Regions from separate parts of the Mus musculus genome. Here region 2 is linked to region 1. A link is a contact called in public promoter capture Hi-C data. All regions are on one chromosome and are shown on one strand. Each heading gives the region's core, a stretch centred on a gene start, on an enhancer-like site or on the middle of the called end of the contact. The rest is flanking DNA. Distances are from core to core; before and after follow the strand shown. Region 1 overlaps Wif1 (Wnt inhibitory factor 1). Region 2 overlaps Tbc1d30 (TBC1 domain family, member 30).

What was found. Capture Hi-C pulls out chosen DNA fragments and counts their contacts.
Region 2: a promoter capture Hi-C map of liver shows a contact between it and region 1. The contact joins two enhancer-like sites. A contact is called at or near these places in 3 of 9 other capture datasets (embryonic stem cells, liver and pancreatic islet).

The regions. Positions count from the first base shown.
Region 1 is chr10:121,088,122-121,090,821 of GRCm38.p6, forward strand. It overlaps Wif1 (Wnt inhibitory factor 1), which reads left to right. Exons shown (of 10, transcript NM_011915.2): 7 at 1,990-2,085. Among named protein-coding and RNA genes, the nearest start is that of Wif1, 55 kb to the left of the region's middle. Within about 2 kb of position 1,365, at least 37 of the 459 cell types and tissues checked have an H3K27ac peak or open chromatin away from gene starts, as enhancers often do. A contact at or near this core is called in liver, where this site is marked.
Region 2 is chr10:121,294,378-121,297,094 of GRCm38.p6, forward strand. Tbc1d30 (TBC1 domain family, member 30) reads right to left here. Exons shown (of 13, transcript NM_001361015.1): 7 at 2,315-2,483; 8 at 212-380. Among named protein-coding and RNA genes, the nearest start is that of Gm35404, 53 kb to the left of the region's middle. Within about 2 kb of position 1,309, at least 26 of the 459 cell types and tissues checked have an H3K27ac peak or open chromatin away from gene starts, as enhancers often do. A contact at or near this core is called in liver, where this site is marked.

The DNA of each region.
Region 1 (2,700 bases), core at 115-2,614:
TTTGAGTGGTGTCCTGGTTGGGGTTACTATTGCTGGGATAAAACACCATGACCAAAAACAAATTGGGGAGGAAAGAACTTTTTTTTTGGCTTACACTTCCACATTACTGTCCATCATTGGAGGAAGTCAGGATAGGGACGAAAGCTGGAGGCAGAAGCTGATGCAGAGGCCATGGAGGGAGGGATGCTACTTACTGGCTTGCTCATCATGGCTTGTTCAGCTTGTTTTCTTATAGACTCCAGGGATGACACCGCTCCTAAGGGTCAATCACTCATCAATCACTCATCAGTCACTAATTGTGAAATGCCTTACAGCTGTATCTTTCTGAGACAGTTTCTCTACTGAGGTTCTGTCCTTTCAGGAGACTCTAACTTGTGTCAATTGTCACAAAACCGCCAGGACAGGTGTGGTATTGATGCCTACGGCTCCTCATGCTGGTGGCTAAGGCAGAAGAGTCGTGACTTAAAGAAAGACCAGCAAGGGCTACATAGCTATGTGTTAACTCAAGGAGAAGGGCGTTGAGCAGTCAAATTATTATATAGCCAGATTTAGCACATTCTGTTTAAAGTGTGCTGTCAGGCCCACTGTCCTTACATAGCAGTGGGCGTCAGGACCAGTGGGGTGTGGAACAAGAGAATATTGATCCTAATGTTCTCTCACTCACTCCTACACTGGGGAGACATACAGACGAGCGGGGAGACAGGACTCACTAATAAGAACAACTGCACAGTCCTAAGAACACTGTGTCCAAGTGGCAAAGAGCCAGACCAGAGTGCTGCAGTTCCTAAACTCTCAATCCTGTCCCAGAGCGATCAGCCTCTGCTCATTTCTACATCATGATGCTAAACGCACCCTCTTGCAATTTGAATGCTGTTTGTTGGTTAAGAAGCCTGATGTTCTGGGATGATATTTTAATGGAACTTCTTTTCCACAAAGCACACACACATTTTAAAATCTCTGACTTTATCACTGAAAGCCTTTATCCATATATTTTACAGGACACAAAGACAAAACCAGGACACGTAACTGAGACTGAAAAAGCTAAGCTTTAACTTTTAGTTCTGGTCTCCCCCCCCCACCCCCACCCCCTTTGAGGCAGGGCCCACATAGCCACATACACCAGGCTTCAAAGTTACTAGGTATCCAGAAGTGAGATCCACCTCCCACTGCGTGTCTACCTCCGGGACTCCAGGCAAACGCTTCTACACCCAGCCCAAGCTCCCTTTTAACCTTCTTTACTGACAGATGGAAGCTGCCTCCTTTTCACGATTTCCTCTTTTCTCTTCCCGTTTCTCTACCCTCTACCTTAAGTGCTAAAGATCAGTGAAGTTCAAGAAACTGAAGCCAAGAGACTGAAGCCAAGAGGGAGGGGCTTGTGCTGAGAGACAGTGTGCTCACTGCTCAGGGTAAACATAGGCTTTTCACTGCTTGGAATGTCAATCTCCCAGGCTCAGTCAAGGCTCCTCCTCATCTTCCCGACCCTCCTCAGTCTGTCTCTCTGGATGCAATTAGAGTCTTTCTCCAAGTACCATCGCAGTCTCTTTTAAAATCCTATTCATTAAAACGAACCTCCATTCATCTCTGGGAGAGCCACTTCCTCCTGGTTGGAACCTGACACTTTTGTCTCTTCTTTAGCTAACCCAGAGAAGTTTCCTCCCTTTATCTTGCAACCTGATGCTTTCGAAAAAAACTTTCTTGGATTTGTAGATTTTGTTTTTAGAGCATAGATTGTATTTACTATACCTTTTTCATAGGAGTGAATGCAATGTGTTGACAAGCCTATTCGCTCTTAGATTCTGACGTAGAGTCTTTGTAATTTGAATGTGATTATAATTTGAATCGATTGTTTCAAAACTGTAAAGCGAGTTGCTTATTATGTAAATGAGATGGGATTAGACACACATTGAAGAAGTATCACCCAGTTTAAGTGAAATTTTTGCCAGGTTTAACTTCCTGTCTCACGAAGCGCCCTGTCGTTCATTCTAACAGCAAACTGCTCAACCACCTGCTTTAATGGAGGGACCTGCTTTTACCCGGGAAAATGTATTTGCCCTCCTGGACTCGAGGGAGAGCAGTGTGAACTCAGTAAGTACACACTTCCACGTTCTTTTTTGGCTTGGGGGTGGGGCTTTGGGCGGGGCTTGGGGGCGGTGAAACCTTTCTCCTGCTTCCTTTTGCCACTGATAAATCTGAAGCCAATGTAGACCCAGGACCTCCTATGAGTTTTTTTTTTTTTAATGTTTGGTCACTTTTTAATTGGATATTTTATTTATTTACATTTCAAATGTTACCCCCTTTGCTGATCCCCCCAGAAACACCTATCCAATTCCCCCTCCTACTGTTTCTATGAGGGTGTGCCCCCACCCACCCATTAACTCACCCACCCACCTATTCACCCACCCACTCCCACCTCCCCGCCCTCGAATTCCCCTACACTGAGGCATTGAGCCTTCACAGAACCAAGGGCCGTTCCTCCCATTGATGCCCGACAAGGCCATCCTCTGCTACATATGCAGCTGGAGTCATAGTCATCCAGCCTCTATGTGTATTCTTTGGTGGGGTTTTGTTGTTGTTGTTGTTGTTGTTGTTGTTGTTTTGTTTTTAGTCCCTGGGAGCTCTGGGGTCTGGTTGATTGATATTGTTGTTCCTCCTATGGGATTGCAAACCGTTCAGCTCCTTCAGTCAGTCCATTGCCAGTGG
Region 2 (2,717 bases), core at 59-2,558, 210 kb after region 1:
GGAGAGGCAGAGCTTTTGTGGGAAAGGCGATGGCTATGACAGACCCTCAGTCTCCGGCTATGTACTGGGCTGGGAACAGACAGAGACCACGGGTGCCAAGCCGGCTAGGAGCCCGCTGAGGTTTGTGGGGGCCACAGCTTGCTTTCCCACACTTTGCTCTGAGGAGCCCAAAGGCAGCTAACAGCAGAGGGCAGAAAAGACAATCACTCACTCTCCCAGCTTTGCCCAGATGGCCAGCGACACCCTCAGGATGATCTCTGAACCTTCGAAGAACACGGAGTCCCAGATCTTCAGAACCGTGTGGTTCGGGAGGCACGTGGCAAAGAGCGTGAGGAACCACTGCATTGTGAAGACGTTGGTGAGCGGGGGCTCGTATCCGCCTGAAACACAGAGAGGGCGCAGAAGCCCCTGAGAGTGGGGATGTGTAAGGTGCACGGCGCCCTTTCTTTCTCCCATGGCCTCACCTGCTGCTTCCTGGCTACCTACTTTGTATTCCCTAGCGATTTTTCTTCCTTTTTCCCTCCCATCTTTCTAGAGGAAACATTTTTAATAGAAGGCTCCAGGACACGAGAGTCATAAATTCTTTGCCACTCTTCACAAGTCTTTAACCTGACCTAGATCTGGCTGCACTTATTGTAGTCTGCTTTAAAGGAAGGAGAAATTTTTCCTCACCAAAAAGAAAAACAAAGAAAAAAAAAAGTGTGAGAAGAAGCCATTGTATCTGCTCAAATACAAACTCTGGGGCTGGGGCTCAACTGGTACCTACGAGACCTTGGGTTCAAGGCCCAGAAGAAAACAAAAACAAACAAACAAACAAACAAACAAACAAAAACCCAAATAAAACAAAAAATGCCAGCAGACTTTCAAAAATCTTGCAGTTCCCACTTCAATTCAAATGTGGTTATTAGAGCTAAAATTGCTTATCCTATATTATTTATCTCTTAAGTTGTATAATTCCAAGATCACAATGGAATGAAACAGAAACTTAGCAGGAAAATATTCCAAAATACCTACATGTTAAACAACTTTAAACTGGAAAATGTTTTGAACAAAGTGATACATGATTTTAAAGGGAGATCCGCCCCATTTTGGAATTTCTGGACTCACTAAGAGCTCAGCCCTCCTTCCCACCCCACGTGACTATAAATGTCTGTTAAGATTTTTACCCTCATCTCCCCAGTGACTGTCAATAGTACAACTATCTCATGGTAAGAAAAAAAAATAGTTCCCAGGACTTGTTTTCTTCTCTCCTGTGAACAAATATTTGCTCAGAGACTTGAGGCCAAGGTTATCCTCATGGTCGGGAGCAAAGGGACTTGACGGAAACCTACATGTCAATAACCCATGTCTGCCACTACCATAAAGAGAGTTCTACTGCAGCCGGATCACACAAGACCATTAGAGATACTCAGCTGCCTCTAAAACCTCCAGTGTTGTTTTTTTTTTAATAACAACTAGATCTTCAGCACCCTTTAACATAGCCCCGCATGTTAGTACAAACTTGTAGTTTCGGCATGAAGAGGCTGAGGCAGGGAGGTTACCACTAAGTCTGAGGCCAGCATGGGATACATAGTAGGACCTCATCTCAGAAACAGCATCCTTTAATGTGTGCCTCATTGTTTTACTTCATTTCACCTCGCTTTTTCCTTTTGCTGGTCCAAGGGCTCGAACCCAGGGCCCCGGCACATGCTGGATAAGCACCATCACTGACTGCAACTCAGCCCTGCGTTCCCAGCTAGACTGTGTGTGGTGTACCACAGCAACCGGCCACCACAAACAGAAGCTCAGCAAGTGTCTGACGGGTCTCTGGTGCTCAGAGAAAACACAGTTGGCAGAAATGCACCATGCAGACACAGTAGACTCAGGATGTCCACTACCTACCAGTGACCCGTGACCCAGAGTCTCTTTTCAATAACCTATTGCTTCTACCAAGGTCACAGTCTGTGCCAAAGCGCCCCTACCTCAGTTTTTAGAAAGTCCTTCTGGTCCAGTGCCAGTTTAGTTTAACCGATTAGACCATGTCCACCACTCTTTGTGAGGAGCTGAACATATCCTGATGGTTGCGGATCTGGAGCCAACGTAGAGTTAGACACTTAACCAGGTACCCACCCTTATCTACCGATAGCTTCAGCTCGTGACCCTATATATTCTCAATATTGTGTATGTTCTCTGGAAAGGGAAGTGTGATGACACCACACCCTTTAAACAGAAATACCTGGCAACCTGTTTCCATCCAGAAAGTAAACTCATAGGCAGAGCAGAACCAGACCAGCCAAACACTTCTGGGAACGCAATAGCCACGCGTCTTTCTTACCTCCGCTCTCTTTGTTCGCCGTTCTCTGAAGTGTGTCGAGGTGCTGAGACAGCTCGGGGAGCTTCAGTCTCAAGAGATCTCTGAAGACAGCCATATCCACAGACAGTGCCCGGAGATTATTGACAAAGTAGCTTTCGGGGAGTACCTTATCAATCAGATAAATCATAATCTAAAAATAAAAAAAATTTTAAAAATTAAAATTAAAAAAAGAAATCGCAAGCCTGCTTCATACCCTCCAGGATTTTAATATGCCCAAAATAAAAAATCACAGCAAAAAGACACAGAAGCAGCTGACCAAAGTTCCTCCTGATGCGTCAGAAACCAATTCGGGACTCACCTACACCACCCCCACCCCTCACCCTCCTGCAATGAGAAGGCGGCATAATTATCTAAGTAACCCAAA